Linked DNA regions of Mus musculus: regions 2, 3, 4, 5, 6 and 7 are each linked to region 1. Evidence: chromatin contacts called from public promoter capture Hi-C data. All regions are on one chromosome and are shown on one strand. Each heading gives the region's core, a stretch centred on a gene start, on an enhancer-like site or on the middle of the called end of the contact. The rest is flanking DNA. Distances are from core to core; before and after follow the strand shown. Region 1 holds the start of Mex3a (mex3 RNA binding family member A). Region 2 holds the start of Pmvk (phosphomevalonate kinase). Region 3 holds the start of Cks1b (CDC28 protein kinase 1b). Region 4 holds the start of Adam15 (a disintegrin and metallopeptidase domain 15 (metargidin)). Region 5 holds the start of Efna3 (ephrin A3). Region 6 holds the start of Pear1 (platelet endothelial aggregation receptor 1). Region 7 holds the start of Slc50a1 (solute carrier family 50 (sugar transporter), member 1).

Region 1 (3,157 bases), core at 221-2,720:
ATGTGGGGCACCTCCTCCCCTACTCTAGCTAGCCAGGTCCCTCAGCTCAAAGTTCTCCTTCACCATCTATACCGAAGGGGGAGAGCCACAACTCTCATACCCACCGACCACTCAGCTCAGACTCCAGCCTTCCCAAATGCTGTGCAAACGCACTTTCCAAAAATCAGCTTATAAGGACCGGGCCTGAGCTCAGCCCTCCTGGCCTTTGGCCTCACTGTGCCTCCTGACATCCCCATTGTCAATCTACTGCCCTACCTTCATGCAAAACTTTTCCTCTAGACTAGCTCAGATTTCCCAAAGGAAACCCCTCGGGCAGGGGCGGGACTCCTACCCACCCAGCATACCCATCTACTGTGATCCAACTTGGGGAGGTGACTCCTTGAGCCTGACCACAAGACCTTTAGATCCCATCCCTCTCTTGAAAGAAAAACAAAAACAAAAACCAGAAGATACAGAGTAGGGGGGAAGTAAAAAAGAAAGAAAGAGAAAAGAATGCAGTACACTCTAACTCCCCTCTTAACAGTCAAATCTTAAAAGCTTATTTATGATCTCTTTCGCCATATTTCTAGGGTTAAAAGGGCTGAATTACTGGTTTATAAAGGAGGCAAAGGAAACAGCGAAATGACCGTCCTAAGGGACAAAAGATTTCCTCCACTATATTCGAGGCTCAGGTCTAAAAAAGTAAAAATAAAAAACCTGGGTTCTCAGGGGCCCCCAATCTCACTCCTGTTACTCAAGGTTCAAGGCTCCAAATTAAGCCATACGAAGCCTCTAGGACCCTTCTGGCTTCCCGGATCAGCCCCCACCCCCATCCTCTCCCTCCACGCCTCCTCATCCTCCCCGGGTCACTGCACGGACCACGGGGGCACGAACTAACTCACCTCCCAGTCGTGGCCTCTGAGATCCCGGAACTGGGGGGCTGGGGGAGGGGGAAGGGCTTGCTACCTCCGAGAAGAGAGGGAACCACATCCTCTACCGGGGGTCCCACCCCCAACCGAACGCCCCTTCCTGGCCCCCACACAGCGCAGAGACCTGCTCCTCCCACTGTAGCGGCCGCGGGCTTTGTCTGCTCCACCAGCTCTCTCCCAGAGGCCCGAGCCCGTGGACTCCGCGATCGCGCGCGGGAGGAGGGAGGGCACTGCAGCCACGAGGCCGCTCCGCCCCGGCCCTCATTACCATAAGAAAGAGGCCCGGGACCCGCGGGCAGAGGAGAAACGCCTTTCCACACCCGCTCCCTTCCCGCATACTGCCAGCTCCTAAAATTTCTCGGACCACAACTCCCAACCCACCCGAGGCTTTTCCCGTGACCAGTGGGCAGAGCCCGAGGGGCGCAATCCCCTTCTTGCCCGGGTTGAGGAATTCCTCCCCGCGCCCGAGGGCGGGAAACTACAACTCCCGGCATGCCCCGGGCGCCCCCGGCGCGCCCCCCTCCCGTCAGTTCCATGCTGCTCCATCCAGTTCATTTAAAACAAAAGAGTTTGAGCGCTGGAAGGGGCTGGGCTCTATTGGGGGCCACTGAGCGACGCTCCGGGACTGGGGCTCGGTGCGGGAACCTAAGGGGGCGTCTGCTCGGCGGAGGGTAGAGACTCTGGGTCCGAGGCGGAGGGGTGGGGGCTAGGGCCCGCAGCCCCCCACCCCACCCCGTCACCCCGGAGCGAGAGGAGATCTGCTTTCTTGGTTTTGCTTCTTTTCCCCCACCCCCACCCGGGGGCTGGGGCGAGGGGAGTCAGGTTACAGGGTGCTTGGGGAGGGGGGCTTAGGGGTGGGTCTATCTTTCTATCTCGCTTTCTTCCCCCCTCCCCAGCTCTTTGTTCCCCCTCCCCACACACCCCCTCCTCTCCTCTCCCCTCCCCTCCTCTCTCCTCTTCTCCCTTCCACCACCTCTCTCTCTCCCTCTCTCCCCCAGCTTTTGTTTCGCCATGCCTAGTCTAGTGGTATCTGGAATAATGGAAAGAAATGGGGGCTTTGGAGAACTAGGATGTTTCGGGGGAAGCGCTAAGGACCGAGGGCTGCTGGAAGACGAGCGCGCCCTTCAGCTGGCTCTTGATCAACTCTGCCTCCTGGGTTTGGGGGAGCCCCCCGCCCCCACGGCGGGCGAGGACGGGGGAGGTGGGGGGGGCGGCGCCCCCGCGCAGCCGGCCGCCCCCCCGCAGCCGGCCCCGCCGCCGCCGCCCGCGGCGGCCCCGGCCGCCCCGAGCGCGGCCCCCGCGGCGCAGACGCCCCAGCCCCCCACCGCCCCCAAAGGGGCGAACGACGCCAAGCTCTGCGCGCTCTACAAAGAGGCCGAGCTGCGACTGAAGGGCAGCAGCAACACCACGGAGTGCGTTCCCGTGCCCACCTCCGAGCACGTGGCCGAGATCGTGGGCAGGCAAGGTAAGCGGGCGTCTGGACACTGCGAGGGTTGGAGTGGGGGCTTGCTGTCCCCGGCACGGAAAGTTCATCGCTTCCTTCTTTGCGCGCCTCTGGCTCTGTCCCTTCCCGACAAAGGGGGCCCCGCCCCCTGCCCAGATTCCAAGTGCCACAAAGTTCCCTGCTACCCCTAGTCGGGACGACTCTCGGGACCCTTCCTCCCCTGGGGCTCCGCCCGTAGACAAAGAAATATCCTGGAACTGGGAGAGGAAAGGGGAGGGGGAGCTGCCTCCCAATCCCAGGGTCTGTGCGGAGGGGGTGTCGGCTCCTGGCTGGAAGGACTGACGGAATGTGCAATTACTTGGGAGCCCCTACTCTAGTTTCTGCTTGTATACTGGGGAGGGGGCACTCCTGGGACCTTCTGCTGTTGGAGTTGGGGACTCTGAGGGAGACCTAGTCCACGAAGCCCGACTGAAGAGCTGCCTCTTTGTTGGGCTGAGTGTAGGAATGAAAGGGGGTGTGGCCCAGGGGAGGGTCCCAGTCTGGGGAGAGGTGATGAGGGAGCCCTTGGCAAAGAGGGGTCCCTTGGTCGCTTACACACCGAAGTTGGAGGGCCCCTGTGTTTGGGGAGGGGAATTTCTGAGGAAGTACCAGTCTTGGCGTGGGCCTCTCCTCCTCCGTCTTGCTTTTGTTCTGGGCTGGCCACGGCCTGGAGCTAGGGGTCTGCAGAGAAGTCTCTGAGTGAATTCATGGGACAGGCCAGGAAGGGCATGTCGGTGAAGGGGGACAGGACAGAAACCTCCACTTG
Region 2 (3,157 bases), core at 273-2,772, 930 kb after region 1:
TCGGAAGTTTTGTGATTGGGACTAGAATTCCAGGGAAATTTGATTCCAGGGTGGGGCTGAAGGAAGGGGTGAGTTATGTCAGGCAGGTTCAGAATTCTGGGTGGAAGTTCTGATTTCTTTTGAGTGAGGGCTTAGTGAGCAGGAGGCCACAAGTGACTTCACCCTATATAGGCTTCGTTGGCCTGGTGAGAGCCAGCTTTCGGTGGGACCCAGAGAAATATTTATTGCACAGAGGTGGGACAATGTGCTGACTTACAAACTGTGAAATCACAGTGCTTAAAACAAACAGTCTGCTGTGAGTGGATACTTTAAAGTTTACAAAGTATTTTGTTGTACAGTTCTGCTTTCCTCTGTTTACCAAGCCTCTCACTTCCTTCTCTTTATTTTATTTTATTTTATTTTATTTTATTTTATGGCCCAGGCTGGCCTGGAATTTGTCTGCTTCCATTTCCAGTGCTGGCTGGCACTTGCCACTAAACCTAGTTTATTCAGTGCTGGCCCTCAAACCTAGGCTTAGGCAGAGGCTCTATCAACAGACAGACATCCTCAGTTCTGGCGATCCTCCCCGGTCCACTCTTTCTGTACCTGACCACTCCTGTTCTTTATTTTAAAATGATTTATGTGTTTTGCCCGTATGTCTGTGTACCTCGTGCATGCAGTTCCCACAGAGGCTAAGGGAGGGCTTTAGGTCCTCTGGAACTGCAGTTCCAGCTGGTTATGAGCGGCTAGGTGGGTGTTCAGCAAGGGCAGCCAGTGCTCTTAGCTGCGGAGTCATCTCTTCGCCGAAGCCTCTTTCGAATACGCAAAGAAATGATTTTCCTAAGAGTTTCTTTACGTTTCACTTTGGTTTTCACAAGACTTTGCAGTCTTATACACTGGAGGCAGTCATAGGCTGCAGGCTTTATTTTGATAAGCTTAGAAAAATGTAGGACAGCAATTTATATCTACAGATAACAGTAAGTAGGTGTCAGAACACTCTTAGTTTTGCCTCTCAACTTCTGGCTGGATGTTGGTCTCCGGAGGAAATTGGGTAATCTTGTTCAGAGTGGCGTCAAAACTCCTTAACCTAAGTTACTAATGTCACCAATGTTCTTTTTCGAGATTCTGAAAAGCTTTGGAGAGGAGTATGCGGCTAAAGAAAAGATCACTTAGTTCCAGCTGGAGGCTTCAGCAGTTACAAAACCTTTTCAACAGTGAAATAGCATACTGTTCATTAAACCCCTCCCTCGCTATGACGTCAAGAAACACACCCTATCATGTCATTGTCTGGTTACTTCTTTGGAAAGAGCTATTTTTAGTGCGGGGCAAACACATATTTGCTTTAGAGCATGAGTTATAACGTACAAATTAAAAGGCAGATTTGAAAATGCCTTCAACATTACTATTTTTCTTTATCTTTATGTTTGGCCGGTTGTGTAGAAGGGAACTTGAGGCTAGTCTTTCCAGCGTCACTCTCGGCTCACCTTGTCAGCCGAGAAGGCGGGGCCATGACGTCACATCTGGGCGGGCGTGGACTGTTCTAAGTGCGTGCTGCGCAGGGGGGGGAGGGCGGGGGGGGGCGGGAAAGGTACTTAGATACTAGGCTGCAAGGCTCTTTCCCTTCCAGTTTCTACGCCCATTCTCTGCGCGCTGGTTTCGATGTGGGCTGTGTAGTGTGGAGAAGGAGTGGGATCCCTCCTCCTTTTTGCTTCTACTGAGCGGGTCCACTTCGTGCTTGGCTGCATTTCAGGGGTCCGAAGTGTCAGCTTTAGGCCTGGTGAAGCTTGGTGGCACCATGGCCCCGCTCGGAGCCTCCCCGCGTCTGGTGCTGCTGTTTAGCGGGAAGAGAAAATCCGGGAAGGACTTCGTGACCGAGAGGCTGAAGAGCAGGTGTCCGCGGGTGCAGGGAAACCGAGGAAGGGCGCTACCGCAAGTGATGGAGGGCTTTATGGAGGGAGCTCGTGGAGGGCAAGGAGGGACAGGATGACAGGGCAGGGGAAGGCAGACCCTCACGGTCAGTAAAACAGCAGCCTGCACAAATCTCCCTCAAAGAACTAGGGGACTGCCACTGCAGATCTATGAAGATGTAGCTCTGCCTTCAAGAAACATGAATTACTACTATTACTATGCTGGCACCTTCAACGTGCCATTCCTGTTTGATGATTGTGGTCTGAGGTAACTGGCCTAGATAAGGAGACTAACAAGACTGTAAAGGTTTTTTTTCAAGACCACGTCCTGAGTGTGTCTGCTGCAAAGAGAATCTGCCCAGAACACCCTGCAATGGCAGGAATTTATGGAATATTCTATGCCAGGTGTTGTGCGTCTATATCATCTCATTTAACCTATTTAGCTTCTTTACCAAATAGTGGTATTAGCAATCCCATGTCACAGATGCAGAAGCAGGGGCCCTTAGGAGCTAAAACCTGGTGTGTGTGTGTGTGTCTCTGTGTGTGTGTGTCTGTGTGTGTGTGTGTCTGTGTGTGTGTCTCTGTGTGTGTGTGTCTCTGTGTGTGTGTGTGTGTGTGTGTGTGGTCCAGCAGCAGGGAGAGCTCATACATGTAGGAGTTCAAGGCCAGAGTGGACAACATGGTGAATTTTTAGTATTAAAATTTTTAAATTTGCTAGGGTTATAAAGTAGCAAACTCAGGATTTAAATTCAGCTTGGCCTGCCTGGAGACACCGTTCACTCACTCTGCCCTGCCTGGAAACACCATTCACTCATTCTGTCCTTCCTTTCTAGATATTTATTTTCAAAGATGTGTTTATGTGATGGGTGTGGGTTTGTGCCTTGGTGTGTGCGAGTGTTCTTGGAAGCCAGAAGAGGGCAGGTGATCCCCAGAACTGGAGTTACAGATGGTTGTGAGCCTTCATGTGGGTGCTGGGAATAGAGCCTTGGTCTGTAAGAAGAGCAGCACTGGGATTAAAGGCATGTGCCACCACACTTGGCCCATCTTCAGCTTTTAAGAAAGCATGGTTCTCGGGGTTGAGCTAAGACTGTCAGGCTTCTGAGGCTCGCCTTTCCCCCAGCCTTTTATTTTTCTTAAGTGATAAGAAAATATTCTAGGAAACACTGTTTTTTGTTTTCTTCTGGAAACTTGGGCTGGGAAAGCAGAGAAGGGGGAGAGAGAATGCTGGGGCTCCTCTCCAAGGGCAAGGTGGTCAGGACACCACGTGTGAG
Region 3 (3,157 bases), core at 451-2,950, 890 kb after region 1:
CCAGTGTGGGCACTCCTTTAATCCCCGCACTCAGGAGGCAGAGGCAGGTGGGTCTCAGTTGAGGCCAGCCTGGTCTACAGGGCAAGTTCCAGGACAACCACAGCAGCAGATGAACCCTGTCTCAAAAACACAAAACCAAACAACCACAACCACAACGAAACAACAACAAACAAAAACAAGAAAGAAAGCAAAACCAAAATAAAAACACCATGGGTTTTCACCACTTTCATAAGAGTTATTAAAACCACAAATGAGCAATTTGATGTGTGACTCCTGGGTATGAGATACTGACGATATTTGTTTCTCCTTTGATCACAGGCCTCACAGGCCTCTAGCTGGTTACCTACTCTAGGACTGTGTGGAAAGGCCTTTTACGGAACAGGTATGAAGACAAACATGCAAATGTTCATACTTCTAAGGGATGTGCTATGATACTTGGAAAATCCCAAGCTTTCCCAAACATAAGTTTATGGCAAAAAATTACCTGACTTGACTCAGGCTACCCCAAGTAGATTTACTTTATCATGCTCAGTGAAGATGTACTAAATGCTTCTTCCTTTGTGATAATAACAAGAGCCCCACCCCATTGTTGTCCAAATGTCAGAAAAGAGCTTCCATTCTAACTGTGACTTCGATACACAGAACCAAAAAAAAAAAAAAAAAAAGAAAAAAAAGAAAAAAAAGAAAAAAAAAAAAGAAACCCAAACAAACCCCTCCTTTAAACAAAAATGCCAAGGCTAAGCTGGAGTTACAGCTTCCCAGAGATGAAGCCACTCATTTCTCCAGCCATGCAAATGCTGTAAGTGTAACATTGTTACAGACGTGGAAAACAGCTGAGTACTTTACACTTGAGACAAGGTTCCATCTGTAGTGTGATCTGGGCTGGACCCTATGACAATCCTGCAGCCTCAGCTTCCAGAATGCTGAGATTAAAGATGTGAGCTACCGTACCAGCTTATCTTGCACCTTAACAGAAAACACTTGAAACCTCTATGCGCGCCATGAATGATCAAGTATTTGAAAGGTATCTACCCACGGCCACAGTCTTCATGCCACTCCAAGTCCTGTAAAAGCCTATCTAAAACAAGGCTGACAACTACTCATCTTTTTTATAAACTAAAAACCACCAACACTGAGGCTCTCTTAGAACCGTCCTTTCATCAAGAGCATGAAACTTTCAGTTCTGCACGGGCTACCTTCTTTCTCCCAGCAGACTTTGAGATTTCAGTAACGCGAGCAGTTCCTATTAGGGAAATCGCCACAACAAAGTTGCTTTAGTGATGTGAATTCCCAGAGGTAAAACTGATCAGAGCTACAAGACGCTTCAATTTAACAGCCGGCCAACTCTAAGTTCCCTTTCATTGTTTTACATCCTCCGTCCACCTTTTGCGCATGTGCTTTGCTGCTGTACCCAATCCCACCCCCACCCCACTCCCCGGTAATTCCTTGCGCACGCGCCCGTTCTACACTGTCCCCCGCCCCCATCCCCCGCCTCCCACTCCGGCCTAGGTAACTAACTCCTCGCGTGCTCTCTTTTGTCTGTAGTCCCCGCGCCGGCACTAACCGGTATTCGAACTCCTCGTCGTCGTATTTGTCCGAATAGTAGATTTGTTTGTGGGACATGATTGCTCTGTCCGAGGGCGCTCAGCCCCGCGCCGCAGGCCTCCAGACAACTCCCAGCAGCACGCGCTCCCACCCTCTTTGGCCTCGCTTTCAAACACACCGCCCGCACTTCCTATTGGTCTCTGCGGCCGAAGGCGGGACAGCTCCATTTTGAAGTCCTCGATTGGCTTGCTTTGGCGTCTCTTCAAGTCGTAAATGGAGTGCTGTGCTCAGGTTTCTGAAGAATGAGCTGGGTCAAACTAGGATTCTCATTGGCTCTCACTGCGCCCCTTGAGCCTGCTGGCGCAGCCATTGGCCAACTTTGGAAAGCAGACGGGTAAAGGAGGGACAGCGAGGTAGGGGGTCAGGGGTTAGTGAGGCCGGAAGTGAGTGTAATAAAGTTTGTCTGGGGAGGCCCAGGCTGGGGTGAAAGTTGGGGCGGTGACTTAAGCAGACAGTTGCGTGATCCGGAACCAGATCGGCCCGCGGTGCGGTGCGGAGACTCCATGAGACCCTGGTAAGTCTAGACTTTCTTTCTGTGGCGACCAACTCCTCTTCCACCCCGGAACCCCTCTCCCAGGACCCTACTTCCGGTCTTGCTGTATAAGTCCCGCCCCCGAGACCCCTCTCCGGAAGTCCCACCTTCCTACTTCAAGGGGCTCCCTGAACCCCGACTTGTCTCTTATGATCGCGACCACACCCTGTGGTCTTACTTTCCTGGGAATCGCACCCCCAGACGTGTTTCCCAGCACCATATGATTAGTCTTCCTTGTTCTCTCTCTGAGTCTGCCTCTTCAGGATTCTCGGTTGAACCCAGTCTATCCATTGCCTGGCTTCCAAAAGAGGGAAAACCGTGCTTTTGAAAGACCGATGTGACTTTGTAGAAGTGACGCCTCTTTGGGACCCCGCCCCTTTGGGACCCGCCCCTTCCACTGTCCACGTCCGATCCTGGGAATGTGCCGTACTCCCTGTTTAGGGACCTTGTCCCCTCAGGATTCTCCTTCCTCTTGGGCTTGGGTCAGTGCCGCAAAACCCAGGTCTTAAATGCCTGACGTTTCATCCGCTTCTATATCCCTCTCCTTGTTTTAAGCTTTGGGCTTAATTCTCCTGAGCTCTGGTGCTCCATAAGGTGGGGGGTTGAAATTTGTGGTTGTAAGGAGTGAGCTTATTAGCAGCGTCGCCCCTCTCCCCTCTTCGCCCACCCCCGTAACCTTCGAGAGTGAATTAAGTCGAAGGGACTGAATTTCGTTTACAGCTGGAGAGTGGATGAAGGAAAGGAGACTCTTGACTCCTTTGAGACCCCATCCCAAAGACAGCCATAGATGGCACCTTCCCATGCCTGGATTGGACTAAGCATTGGTTTGTGTGAGCCTAACGGGAGTCAAAGTTTTCCTGCTGTCAAAAGAAAAACTGTTTTGGAGACAGGAGTAGAGGTTCTCGTCCTTTCCGCTGTTTTTACAAGACCCCTCCCCCTATCCAGATATTCTAGTTTGGCATTCATCCTGGCCCCACTTGCCTAACCTTCCCTGCTGGAAACATTCCTGAGGCTTTCGCC
Region 4 (3,157 bases), core at 256-2,755, 820 kb after region 1:
GCACGTCTGCTAGGCTCATTGGGGGGCTGTCCTGAACAACCCGGCTCTCCATGGATCCACTCAGCGTCCTCTCTGGGCTGGCTTGCTGCTCTTCCTCAGTGCCTCCTGCAGGGTCCCAGAACATCCTAAGAGATTGCTGAGGAAATCCCTAGCAAGGCTGGAATCACTAGTGTCCTCAGACCCACCGACCCTCAGCACAGAAGGCTATATCAGTGACTTAAGCGGTCCTGCAGTGTGTGCCAGGATTTAAAGGAGGATATGGGAAGGAGGGGTTTTTTTTTCCCCAACTTACGGATTTCACCCATAAGTCCCCAAAGTTCAGAGTATCCAGCTTGCAGCTCCTCCTTGCCTTCCCTTTGGCCAATCCCAAGATTTTCACGGGGGCCCTCCCTTGTTCCCATCCCTTCCCAATCACACTCCCCACCCAATCAGGAATGCCCTTTCTTAGGTCTAAGAGAAGTCTGTGGCCTAGTGCCCACTTGCCCTTCCTTTTCCCTCACAGTAGAGATGCCTGCCGGGAACACCCATCTTTGGGTGAGCAGTGCAAACACTCTGACCTCCCTAAACAGCCTTGATGCCCAGTCAGGCGCACCCGTTCCCAACAGCCTCCGCTTCCTCCGCCAGCACCCCCCAACAATGGCCCTCTCCTCTCCGGACACTCCACCCCCGCCTACCCTCTCGGCCCCCAGCCCAAGACAGCAGCGGGAAGTGAAAGTTCCAAGGAGGAGTTGGTGTCCCAGTCTCTTTCCTGGCGAAAGCTCCCTCCCCTGGCTCCTCCGGGCCCCTCCCGCTCCGCCAGGCTTCTGGTGGCAACCGCACCCGAGTGAGCGGTGCTGGCCGCCCAGGTCTGGAATGAACGGCTGAAAATAATCCTTTTCACTAAAACCCCACTAGCTAGTCCGGGCACTTCATTGAGTAGAACTGTCAGCTAGGCACTAGAGAGACGAAGACGTCAGTCCTAAGGAGTGACTCTTTCCATGATCTGAGCGCCCCACCCCCACCCCCCGCGCACGCTCTTCAGTGCCTGAGACTCAAAAGTGTCTGCAGGGATAACTCGGGACTTCAGGACAGAGGACGCCATCCTCCCTCCTCCTCTTCCTCCTCCTCCTCCTCCCCATCCTCCTCTTCCTTTCGTTCTCCAAATTACCTGGCCCTAGGCTTTGGTCCGCAGATCACGCAGGCTGCCCTCTGGTTAGGCTCCGGCAGACCCCAACACCCCATTGCCTCCGGGTTTCCTTGTACCTCTTTCCAAATCATCCCCTCGACCCACTGTCCTGGGAACTCACCTATATTTGGCAGCGGCGGGGAGGGCCGAGGGCTGCCCGCGCCCAGGAGTCCCAGAGCCCAGAGCAGCGCCAGCCGCATGGCCGCGGAGCTCCGGGCTGGACTGGGGCAGCAGGTGCGGGGCTACGCGTGGAGGAGCAGCCACGGCCCCGCCGGACACCAGCTCGGTGCAGCGCAGCAACTAGGCCCCGCCCCGCCCCGTCTGAGGCTCCGCCCCGCCCCGTCTGAGGCTCCGCCCCTGCCGCTCAGCGCAGCCTCTTTCCGGCAGCTACCGGGATGGGTTTGGACACCACAAGACTCGCGCCTTCCCTCCATCCTGCCTCCCGTCTGTAGCCCGGCTTCGTGGAGATTGTGCGGGCCAGTTCTTCCGGCTCACCCAATCCCGGATGCCTGCGAAGCACCAGCCGCAGGAGCGTGCATCACACTTTATTAAGCAAGAAGGCGGGCAGCATCCCTTCAATCGCCATACACAGCGTCGTCGTTGCTGTCGCTGTGGGCGGATGACGAGAGCTCTTCGCGGGGCGTGCACACCGGGCAGAGCCGTTGCATGTCGTCCCAGCACGACCGGCAGTACAGGGCCTTGCAGTCTGGTGTGGGGCACACGTAGGAATCCGGCGTCTCCATTGCCTGGCACACCACACAGCGCTGACGCATGAAGCGGTGCAGGAGAGGGCACCGGCGATACAGAGCCTCCACCAGGTAGTGGGGCTGTTGGAAGATGAGGTGGATTGGTTAATGCCAAGTGGGCTGAGCAGAAAGGGTTGTCAGGGGCACTGGGCAGCTCTTAATGTATGAAGTCCCAAGGCCTGACAATGCTATATTGGAGGAAGCTGGGGTAGACAAGAAGAGCCCTCGAGGGCGATATTGAGATAAATCGAAAGAGTCTTCTTCTCCATGATGGGCTGCGGAGCCTGGCGTGCCCAAACTTACTCCCAAGGATGACCCACAACAATTCTGTACACCTGTGGAGCGGCTTAATTTGGTACTTAGGCTTAGAAGGGAGGAGGGCACAATTTACACCTTACTGGGCTGGAGAGATGGTTCCGTGGTTAAGAACCCTGACTGCTCTTCCAGAGGACCCAGGTTTGAATCCCAGCACCCACATAGCTAACAACTGCCTGTCACTTGAGTTCCAGGGAACTGGATGATCTTCTGGCCTCCCTGGACACCAGCCACCCATGAGGACACAGACATATGCATAGGCAAAACACCCATACACATTAAATAAGTGCAAATTTTAATTAAGTCTTTTTTAAAAAATCTCTCCGGGTGGTGGTGGTGCACACCTTTAATCCCAGTACTTGGGAGGCAGAGGCAGGTGGATTTCTGAGTTTGAGGCCAGCCTGGTCTACAGAGTGAGTTCCAGGACAGCCAGGGCTACACAGAGAAACCCTGTCTCGAAAAACAAACAAACAAACAAAAAACTCAACCCCCCCCCAAAAAAAATCTCAGAAAGATGGTGTAACTTTCCTAAGTCAGATCTGAGTCAAACCTGGCAGGAACCAAGTCCCAAGCTTTGTGGCCATTCCACAGTCTCACTTTCCGAATACCCTCTTCATACAGTTGCCAGGAATTCTTAAGAGCAGAGCTGGGCTTGCCCTTCGAGCGCTCAGAGGTCTGTTTCTTCCCAGCCTTGCTCTGCCTCCTTGGCTCCTGCCACACTTTGCATTTCCCTTAGCTTGCCCTTTGACCTTGGCATCCACTTTGATCTCTGAGTTTGTTTTTTTTTCACACACTGTTCCTTCAGCTTAGAACACATACCCCCCTATTTCATCTAGCCATTCGAGTTCAGTCTACTTCAGGACCAGGTCAAGGGATCCCAGCCTGCTGATGTTCATGTGTGCCGTGGGGTATGTGTGGCAGTCAGGGGACA
Region 5 (3,157 bases), core at 458-2,957, 790 kb after region 1:
GGGGCGGGGGTCGGACGTGTAAATCTTAAGGGGGGGATGAGCAAGATAGATACAGCAGGGGAGTCAGCCCTCGGGGCCCCCCGGGGAGGATGGAGTCCCGCTCCGGGGGGGAGGGGCTGCAACCCCACCCCCGAGGTTTCCATGGGAAGCGAAAGGGGGGCGTCATTAGCTCATCCCCACCCCCAGTCTGACACTCTGGGCGCGAGGAGAAAGAGGGGGAGGCGCAGAGCCCCAAACAACAAAGAGCAGAGCAGCAAGCAGGAGCCCCTCCCCCGGAAGGTTGGGGGTCGTGGTCGAGGCCCTTCAGGTCCCCTCCCCTGGGGTCTCACCATTTGTTCCCTAGTCGGCCCCCAGGGCGGAGAGTCAGAAGCAAAGCTGCCGCCACCGCCCGGGCAGGTGTGACAGTGATCCCCGTGTCCCCAGGGATCCCCCTACCAATACACTGAGGTGGCCAGAGTGATACACACGACAGCTCGGCAGGGAGAAGACAAGGGCAGCAAGGACTGTGCAGAATGATGGCCCGGTCCGGCAGCCGGCACCGAGCCGCCGCGCCACACACCGGAGGAAACCACACGGCCGCCCTGACACCCGCCCAGACCGCGGCGGCGCCAAGAGCCACCCCAGCCCAGACAAGACTGGCCACGCGGACACCGACCGCAGCCCCCTCCCCGATCCGCCGCCCGCTCCCACCCCTAGACGGTCGCCGACGCAGACACACAAATCACACACAGACACACGCACACTGACAGCCGCGCACGCCCGTTCACACTCAGTGCCATACGCCGTCCCTAGCTTCAGTGCGTGTGTGTGTGTGTGTGTGTGCGTGTGTGTGTGTGTGTGTGTGTGTGACATGCCGACATCTCTGCCTTCTTCCTTCTCACCAGTACCCTGCGTTCCTAGGGCCCCCCAACTTCGCGACCCTGGCCCGGCTCACCCCAGCAGGGCTTATTCACACAACCAGAGCAACCCCTTACCCTTCGTCCTGAGGAGGTGGAGAATCGGAGTTCCTGCCTTAATGCCGAACCCCACTTTTAAAACCAAGAGTCTTAAGCAGAACCCCATCAACATTACAGGCTGAAAACAGGTCATCCTTCAGCTCCCAAACGCAGCGGCCTATCCCTAGCACACCGGTACTCACAGACTTCAACCTAGCCAAAAGGAGCGTGGATGGTGGGGGAGACTACGGGACAGAGAACACTATTCCATTGGCGAGTGTGGAGAGAAACCAAGATGGGGTTAGGGACCCCCAACAGCCTCCTCCGCACGGCCAGAGCGCTCTTTACTATGCCCCAACAGCTTCTCTCAGACACCCCCGAGTTTCACAGACGCCCACATAGTGCGTCCCCTCTCCCTCGCCTCTCGGTACCAAGCCTGTCTCCCAGGACTGCTGCCAGGTTCCCCTAGGACTTCTCGGGCCCACCAGCTCCCCCATCACTGACGCGGGACGCACGGGTTCTCCGGGTCCCCGACTCACTGCTGATTGGAGCTGTTCCAGTATACCGCATGCCGGTTTCCCAGTGCGCCCCCAGGCCCCTGGGCCAGCAGCGGCAGCAGCGGCACGGGCACGAGCAGCAGCAGCAGCAGCAGCGGAGCCGCCGCCATCCCCGGAGCCGCCGCCGCCGCCGCCCCCCGACTGAGCCCCGCACTCCCGGCTTCTCAGCTTCCCAGCTCCCTGCTGCCGCCGCTGCCAGCCCCCAATCTTAGTCACGCCCACAATCCTTCCCTCCGCCCTTCTGGGCGCGCCCCCGAAGCCCCGCCCCTGGCGCGCTCACGCGGGGCTCCGCCCCACTTGAGCCCAGAGCGCGCCGCGCGTGGGCGACCCATACTGTGTAGCCCCTTTAGGAACAACGCGCCTCTCCTCTCTCCTAGGTGATTTGCTGCAGAGGTTTGCGTCTTTAGGTCCCCCAAGCTTGGAGTTCACAGAAGGATTTGGAAGCCAAGACCTGGACATACATCTGGTGTAGGTCCACACCTTTCTCCATAGAGTGTGGGGGCGTTGAGCGAAGATCTACGTCTGGAATAAGCAAGAGTAGACCCATATCGGACCTCTACTTCCTCCACCCCTTTCCATGTGTGCAAGGAGTTAAATGGACACAAGATGGGGAAGCCTTCAGGTGGTACCAAGAGCTAACAGCTGGCTGCCTGAAGGCCCTCACCTGAAGCCAAACCAGAACACCTCAGCCCAGAGTGTCACCTTCTGGGGGCTGGGCACAGTAGCTATACTTCCTTAATCCTGACACTCTAGAAGCAGAGCCTGGCAGATCTCTGTGAGTTCGAGGGCACCTACATTGGTCTGTGTAACAAGTACCAGGCCAGGCAGGGCTACGCAGCGAGACCGTGTCCCCCCACCCCCACCCCCCGCCCCGTCTCAAAAAAAAAAAAAAAAGCCTAAGCCTTCTATGGTAATCCAGGGCAAAGGTATTTGGTGGTGGTGAGTTGCCAAGGCGAGTTGGAGCCAGGCAGGAATGGAGCAGTCTTCTTGGAAAGCCCACAGAGGTCCCCTCACTGCCTCCGATTCCCTCAGTGATGTCCTTAGGCACGCTCATTCCTGCTTCCATAGATGCTTTCTCTAAGGACAGAGGGCACCTTATATTCCAGCACTTGCCACAGCAGTTGTCTTCTTAGGGACATACAGGCACAAAGATGACATGCACACAGCGATGGGAGAGAAAAAAAATAAAGGTGTCCATATCCAGAAACAGGAGCAATGGACACTTGACATACAGTCCAATCTAGGCACACAAGGTGCCTATAGAGTAGAAATTGGTGTAAACATAGGCCCCTAGACAGAGACACTGACGTATACAGACACACTCTTCTCCCATGTGATTGACCCTCTTTGTGAGGGATCCAGAATACAGATCTACTAGGCATTCACCCCTTATCTTGTCTCTTTCCCAGAAGCCCAGACTGAAAGACAAAGCAGAACCGGGCCTTACTGGGTTCTTAGAACCCACAGCACCTGTGCCCAGGGAGGCAGGCACATTGCTGTTTTGTTGTGTTTCAAGAGGTAGGAAAGATAGCAGCACCTCAGTCAGTTACCTTTGGCAGTACAAGGCCCTGACCACACGCCTGCCTTGGGGGAAGGGCACCGCATGCACAGTAGGTACCATGCCTCCCTGCTGCTAGGCAAGAGTGGGTGCTGTCCTCCTGGGAT
Region 6 (3,157 bases), core at 426-2,925, 760 kb before region 1:
TCAGACCAGGCCTCAGGCAGACTCTGTGTGCCCTTCCTTCCACCCTCATGGCCTCTCCTCGACCTGGCATCTTTGTTCTCAAGCTCCATATGCACAGTTCTCTCCCCAGGCCTTGTTTTGCCAAGTCTGTGTGTCTGCATTGGCCTGCGTCTGTGTTTATGTCTGTCCATCCTCTCTCCTCCTGCCTTTCTGCTAGCTCCCCCCACCCCACCCCACACGCTGGCTGCCCCACAGGGCAGGTACCAGGAGCCATCATCCTGTTCCAAGCTGGAGTTTCCTCAGAGAAGCCACATACAGTGGCTGTGGCAACTATCTTTCTCTGGGTTTCTCGCTGGTGGAGCAGGCTGCCTGGGGAGGGTTTCCTCTTCTGGGTTGTCTGATAGGGCATGTTGGAATGGAGTGGAGAAGCAGAAGCCAACCCTCCCACTTCACCCTTCACTGAGAAGAAAAAGGCAAGCCAGGGAGGGGGCAGGTTTTGGAAGAGCAGCCAAGCAGGGTAGGCTGGCAGGTGGGAGGCCAGCCCACACCCATCTCACCCATGCACACACAGCCAGAGGTAGGGCACTGTACTGTGGGCTGGAGTTGGGTTTGGAGAACAGCCTCCAACCCCCTAGGCCTAGCATAGGCAGGGGTTGAGAACTGACCCCTTATCCGGCCCTGCCTAGAGCTAAGGCCTGGCTGAGCCTGGGAACTTCAACCAGCACACGCTGTTCCAGTCTCCGGGGACCAGGGGTCACCGTCCCCAGCTGGGGCAGCAGGCTCTACTAAAAGTCCAAAACAAGGAGTCACGAGTCCGTGGCTAGAGGCTGGAAACAGGGATGCGAAGTGAGGGAGGCCTTGCTGGATGGAGCTTGGGTTCCCGGGCCCCAGGGCTCACACTATCAGCCTGGCTATGGGCCCACATCATCCAGGAAAAAGAAAAACAAACAAAAAAACAACAATAAACAAGCCTCAGAGACTGTAGGTGCCTATGGCTGACCTCTCCCCTACAAGATGGGAAAGGACACGCAAATCCAATCTCTTCCCTGGGCAGGGGTAGGGGGCAACACTATGAACACTAAACAGGGTCTTTCTCCGCGAGACATAGGAGGAGACAGGCAGGCAACTGTGTTTTGTTGGTCCTCCCAGAAAGAAGAAATTGGGGGATAGAGGGAAGACAAGGTTTAGGGTTGCTTTTCAGGGCTTCGGTACCACCACCATGGTTCTACACTAGCAAACAGCACACTGGAATCCAGGAGACTTGCAGGCTGCCTTCCTCAGGGCGAGAAGAGAGCTCTCCCAGGCTGGTCCCCATCCTAGCTCCTTATCCTCAGAGCTACGCAGCTTTCTTTTTCTACTTAGTTAGGTCTCCCTCTCCCTCTCTGCTCGCTCTCTTCTTTCTCTCCTCTCTCTCTCTCTTTTCACTTAGGCGGCTTTCTCTACTTAGATCTCACTTTCTTCTCTTCCCCTAACTCTCTCCTTTCTCCTTTCTCTTCTCTTTCCACTTAGACGGAACACACACACACACACACACAGGAGTCCCCACTCCATCTCCTCCTTTCCTCTCTTCAGGTTTCAGCCCAGCGGTCTCGGGCTCCAGAGCCCAGGGCAGGTCACTCACCTGCCTCGGGGCTCGGAGCTCGGAGCTCAGAGCGGCGTGTTGTACCGACGGGTCCTGCTGGCCGACAGAGCTGGCTGCGCGGGCAGGAAGGGGGTGGGCCTCCGCCCGCGCCCAGGCAGGAAGTCCGCGCGGGGAGGCTGGAGCCCGGCCGGGTGGGGTCAGCCCTCCGCACGCCTGTCTGCGAAGTGGACGGGGAGAGCCGCCCAACCTGACAGCCCCGGCTCCCGGCGTCGCGGTCCACCCGACGCCCCTCTTTCCTGCCCGGCGGCGCCCCCTGGCGGCCTTCAGGGGAGGGGCACCCTGCCTGCGCGGTCAGATCTTTGGGACCTTTGCAAGAGTTGAAGCAGGATTCTGCTACATAAAGAAAGCAGATCTTGCTCATCAGCTTGCTCCGAAGAACTCAGCGACCTACCACAGTCAGGTCTCAGAACAAAGACAACTTGGGCCTGGGGGAGTGTGGCTTATGCTGCAGGCCCTAGGTTGAATTCTAAACAGCAGGGACACCTTTATTTAAGAGTGATTGACATATAATAAAAATAAGCCCACTTGGCTTGATGAATAATGTTCCAAAACTTTATCGTGGCAAAACATACACAATATAAAACACATCCTTTCAACAAATGTTAAGTATACAGTTCGGTGGCATAAAGTATTTCACATATACGAAACCTTTGCTACTGTCAATTTCCAGAGCTTTCTCCTCATCCCAAACTGAAACTCAGTCTGCATCCCCTGGCCCTGGTAGCCATCGTGAAGTTAGGCTATATGTACCTCAGCTCCGGCCTCCGACCTTCCACATCTAGCTTATTCTACTTAGCATGCTGTTTCATTGGCTTAGACAAATGTGTTCATCCCAATAAAAGTGTGGTTTAAAATGTCCCTCTCTGGGGATGGAGAGATGGCTCAGGGAGGGGTCGAGGGGGTGTAACGCGCTTGCCACCAAGCCTGATGACCTGAGGTTGAACCCAGGGACCCACATGGTAGAAGGTGAGAATCAAATCCCAAAACTTGTCATCTATGCCCACAACAGTGCCATAGCATGGTACATATTCCCTCCCCTGCAACAGAAGTCAATCTAATGTTTTAAAGTCCATCTCCCCCAGTGTACCTACTCTAGGCTACAGTAAGGACGCAGATTCCGTCCTCACCCCTAGCCCAAACCCCACGAAAGTTTTGATTTGCTTTCTGTAGTTTATATTTCTAGAATATCCGTGTAAATGTCATCATAGAGTATGTACTCACGTATGTCCATCTTCTTCCCCTCACCATAAAGTTTCTGGGCCGTTGGGTGTTCTCTACTACAGCAGGTGACAGCACTGGGCTATTCAAGAACAGGATTGCTGTGTCCTGACAATTCCTGATTCTTGGATATTGTGGTTCCAAGCTGTTTGTGTATAATACTTACTAATATTGTGTATAATACTGATATATAATAATTACTAATATTATTATTATTATAATCCAGGTGAGAGACAGGCAATGCTGTTTAACAGTTGTTCTGATGATAAACTGGGCAGAGCTCAGGTGCAGTGGATGGCAACAGTGTTTCAGAGAAGG
Region 7 (3,157 bases), core at 291-2,790, 740 kb after region 1:
TCTTGGCCACCCCTACTCACCAAATCAGCCAGTGGGGAGAGGTACATGCTGATGGTAAAGACGCTACAGAAGAGGCCTAGCTGCTGAAGCCGGGCCTCAAGGTCCGGCACCAGAAGCCAAAAGTAGCCATAACCCAGGAGAAGGACAGCCAGCAGGGTTGCCGTCTGCAGGAGCACACCATGCTGCAGGGGAGAGGCGTCTTACATGCATCTGTACCCAGAACACTCATCTCTCTGCTGGAATTGCCTCCTCCTGTCTTCTGCCATGCTCTAATGGGGAAATCAACTTTTATCCCGGCCTTCACGTCAGCCTCTCACCACTCAGTTATTTGAGAGAAATCTCAGCCACACAACACTGGAGATCCCCAGGGAAGGGGAGAGCCATTTTTAGATCCCTCCCCTTTTCATGTGAGCTTCACATACATGTACAATAAGAGACCAATAAATGTTAGTGTGACTGAGTGGGGAAGCAGAGCGAATGGCCATTCTTAGCCATTGGCCCTGGTCCTAACCCTAAAGGAACTATCAGACAGTATAGCCCTCTTCCCCCAGCCTGTTGGGGGAGCACAGGATATCTTGACACCACGGGGTTGGGTAAGCCACCAGCATTTCGAACAAGGGGAGGGTGGGTGGCTCTGTGTGCATTTTAAAGGGTTGACTTCATGGGCAGGAGAACCAGAAGGGCCTTCTAGGAAAGGGAATTAATGCCATCCCACTAATCTTCCAGGAAATAGAACTATATGCTCTGCCAACATGGCCAGGTGTGGGGTGGAGGTGAGTGCAAGGGAGGGCCTCTACCTTCTGAGGACTGTAGTGCAGATATGCCAGGATATAAAGAGTCTGAAGCACGGCCCCCACGCTATTGACGATGATAAGGGTCCCATCTCCCTTCAAGACTCCGTAACTCAGCCAGCTCAGGTTGCTGTGAGGGAAGGAGGATTAAGGTCCAAGGGGCTGCTGGGGTTGCAGCAGGTCTCCAGGGATCTCTTGCACCTCCCTCAGCCTTTCCCATCACAGCCAACAACACTCTCACTTGACATCCGTGGTGAGAAAAGGCAGGAACTGGATGTTGTCCACGCTCCGTGTCCTCTGCATATGCCTGAGGTCCGAGCTGGAAGGGATCCAAAGGAAATTGTTAGGAGTGGGTAAAAGATTTCTCGGTGTTTACCAATCATCCTGAACGACAAGCAGATCTCCCCCCTCAGGCCAAGAGGCAGCCTCGCCTTGGACCTCAAATCATCCAATCCTATTCCACTATTATTCTGGGTTCCAAAAGCAGCAAGATATTGCAGCCACGTCTCTTGCCCGCTTTCATTTCTTGACTTCCTGCCCCAGCCCAGTCCATCCACACTCTCACAGGCCAGTGGAGAACATGCCCAGGGTGAAGAGCACGCAGGCACTAGAAAGGAAAGAGTCTGCCACGCCGCCCGCCTCCATCCCACCGGAGCCGGTTCCCTAGCCCAGCGCGGAGTTCCAGTAGCTCAGACCCGGAGCTGCGGAAGGCGAAGCTCCGCCCTTCCCCGTGGAACCGCGCCGGAACCCGCCCTCGCCCGAACTTCACCGGAACTGGGGACCCAGCCAAACCAGCGCCGCGTGCTGGCCGGGTGGTTTGCTGTAATGTGCGGGCCTGGGTCCTGATCGTGCTGTTCAGATTGCGTTTAGTGGTTTTAGTAGTGCCCCTGCATTTGTCCCCGATCCGACCCCTCCTCACACTGCGCACCCCTTGCATCATCGAGACCACTAGCCTCAACTTCTGGGTTCTTGTATGCTTTTGTGTGCTGGACCACAAACCTCAAATTTAGTCTCACAGGTCTTCAACGCGCCCCCAATTCATATCAGAACCTTGGTTACCCAGCTTTGGGAGGGTTTTCCTGGAGGTTATTGAAACCTCTTTCCAGTCTGTCCCCCAAAAGCAGGAATTGCCATCCTCTTTCAGATGTCCTCTCTTACACGACCTGCCCTATCCAAGGACAAGCCTACCCCTGGCCCCCTGTTCCAACATACTTGCTGCTGGGAACTTTCCCTCCCAGCCTCCCAGGCGGCTCTGCTGGTGGGGCAGCGCACATGCTTCAGCTGGCATCCAGCTCCCTGACTCACCCAGACAGCATGAGTACCTGCATGGTGTGCCAAAGCCCAGCGCTCGAGGCTGGTGAAGTTGGACAGGAAGAACAAAGAGTGGGTGCGGAGAGGAATCTATAGCCCACTCTTGCAGGGAGTTGTGCAGAACCCTCAGGAGTAAACTCCTTTAGCCTGGTAAGACTGATCCTAGCCATTTATTTATTTTGTCTTTTATTTACTTTTTTTGTTTTGTTTTGGTGAGACAAAGTCTCACACTGTAGCCCAGGCTGGCATTGGAATTTTGGCAACATTGCTTCAACCTTCTGAGTGCTGGGGTCACAGGCAGGAGCCACCATGCCTGGCTACTTATGTTTTGTGCTCCTGAGGACTGAACTCAGGGCTGACACACGTTAGGTAACCCTCTACTTCTTGGGGTACATTTCCAGCCTTTTATTTTTGAGTTTGAGGCAAGGTCTGAGTTACTCATGCAGTCTCAAGTTTTTAACCTTCCCACCTCAGCCGCAAAAGGAGCTCTGCATTATACCTGCCCCCCCCCACACCCCCCCCCCATTGCTTCTGTTTAGCACAGAGCCTAACACACAATGGGGACACTGGTCACAAATCAACATGGTGGGGCAGAAAAGCATGTCCATAAAAAACCATCAATTTATTATGAATCCAAAAACACTGTATAAAAAAACCCTGCAGTCATAGAAATGAACAGATACAGCACATTTATATACAGACACTGTACATGTGGGCCCTGCCCGTTAAGCTAAACTCCACAGACTGTACACACGGGCACTGCCCTTACAGCTACACTCTAAAACCAGGCTGCTTCAGTCCTCCTGTTGGCACAGCTCCAGGGAATGTTGCCCCAGGGATGGGGAGGATGCAGTCAGGGCCGGGCTACAAACCTCTCTGGCAGCCCAGCAGGTGGAAATCTTGCAGAGATGCTGGGTCAGCCCAAGCTGCCTCTTCTGTACCTGGCTCCCCCGCAGGAAGCTGTCTCAAGCTTTTCCTTCGGTCAGTTCATCTGCACATTATGGCTTCCTTGGGGAAGGACGTCTTTACCAAGTTCAGTGTCCAACCGCATGACC

Evidence for each region. Promoter capture Hi-C pulls out the DNA fragments that hold promoters and counts their contacts.
Region 2: a contact with region 1 is called in a promoter capture Hi-C map of hippocampal neurons, with 2.0 times the contacts expected there. The contact joins the promoter of Pmvk here to the promoter of Mex3a in region 1. A contact is called at or near these places in 4 of 39 promoter capture datasets (cranial neural crest, hippocampal neurons, liver and 1 more).
Region 3: a contact with region 1 is called in a promoter capture Hi-C map of cranial neural crest. The contact joins the promoter of Cks1b here to the promoter of Mex3a in region 1. A contact is called at or near these places in 3 of 39 promoter capture datasets (cranial neural crest, hippocampal neurons and liver) and 1 of 115 datasets of contacts at active chromatin or transcription factors (pancreatic cancer cells).
Region 4: a contact with region 1 is called in a promoter capture Hi-C map of liver, with 2.2 times the contacts expected there. The contact joins the promoter of Adam15 here to the promoter of Mex3a in region 1. A contact is called at or near these places in 1 of 39 promoter capture datasets (liver) and 2 of 115 datasets of contacts at active chromatin or transcription factors (embryonic midbrain and pancreatic cancer cells).
Region 5: a promoter capture Hi-C map of liver shows a contact between it and region 1, with 2.2 times the contacts expected there. The contact joins the promoter of Efna3 here to the promoter of Mex3a in region 1. A contact is called at or near these places in 5 of 39 promoter capture datasets (cranial neural crest, embryonic stem cells, hippocampal neurons and 2 more) and 1 of 115 datasets of contacts at active chromatin or transcription factors (pancreatic cancer cells).
Region 6: a promoter capture Hi-C map of pre-B cells shows a contact between it and region 1, with 2.4 times the contacts expected there. The contact joins the promoter of Pear1 here to the promoter of Mex3a in region 1. A contact is called at or near these places in 3 of 39 promoter capture datasets (liver and pre-B cells) and 1 of 115 datasets of contacts at active chromatin or transcription factors (pancreatic cancer cells).
Region 7: a contact with region 1 is called in a promoter capture Hi-C map of liver, with 3 times the contacts expected there. The contact joins the promoter of Slc50a1 here to the promoter of Mex3a in region 1. A contact is called at or near these places in 7 of 39 promoter capture datasets (the C10 cell line, cranial neural crest, frontonasal cranial neural crest and 3 more) and 3 of 115 datasets of contacts at active chromatin or transcription factors (craniofacial prominence, kidney and pancreatic cancer cells).

Annotation. Positions count from the first base shown.
Region 1 is chr3:88,530,476-88,533,632 of GRCm38.p6, forward strand. It overlaps Mex3a (mex3 RNA binding family member A), which reads left to right and starts at 1,471. Exons shown (of 2, transcript NM_001029890.3): 1 at 1,471-2,373. The coding sequence starts at 1,920. Gm38618 (a long non-coding RNA gene) reads right to left here and starts at 1,405. Exons shown (of 2, transcript XR_867447.3): 1 at 882-1,405.
Region 2 is chr3:89,457,596-89,460,752 of GRCm38.p6, forward strand. It overlaps Pmvk (phosphomevalonate kinase), which reads left to right and starts at 1,523. Exons shown (of 5, transcript NM_026784.3): 1 at 1,523-1,869. The coding sequence starts at 1,775.
Region 3 is chr3:89,416,591-89,419,747 of GRCm38.p6, forward strand. Cks1b (CDC28 protein kinase 1b) reads right to left here and starts at 1,701. Exons shown (of 3, transcript NM_016904.1): 1 at 1,565-1,701. The coding sequence starts at 1,623. It also overlaps a transcript of Shc1 not described here.
Region 4 is chr3:89,348,523-89,351,679 of GRCm38.p6, forward strand. It overlaps Adam15 (a disintegrin and metallopeptidase domain 15 (metargidin)), which reads right to left and starts at 1,506. Exons shown (of 23, transcript NM_001037722.3): 1 at 1,287-1,506; 2 at 1-105. The coding sequence starts at 1,365. Dcst1 (DC-STAMP domain containing 1) reads right to left here. Exons shown (of 16, transcript NM_029974.2): 16 at 1,697-1,992. The coding sequence ends at 1,741. It also overlaps a transcript of Dcst2 not described here.
Region 5 is chr3:89,321,232-89,324,388 of GRCm38.p6, forward strand. Efna3 (ephrin A3) reads right to left here and starts at 1,708. Exons shown (of 5, transcript NM_010108.2): 1 at 1,475-1,708. The coding sequence starts at 1,602.
Region 6 is chr3:87,767,278-87,770,434 of GRCm38.p6, forward strand. It overlaps Pear1 (platelet endothelial aggregation receptor 1), which reads right to left and starts at 1,676. Exons shown (of 25, transcript NM_152799.2): 1 at 1,601-1,676.
Region 7 is chr3:89,269,030-89,272,186 of GRCm38.p6, forward strand. It overlaps Slc50a1 (solute carrier family 50 (sugar transporter), member 1), which reads right to left and starts at 1,541. Exons shown (of 6, transcript NM_009057.3): 1 at 1,357-1,541; 2 at 1,033-1,110; 3 at 798-921; 4 at 21-182. The coding sequence starts at 1,436. Efna1 (ephrin A1) reads right to left here. Exons shown (of 5, transcript NM_010107.4): 5 at 2,701-3,157.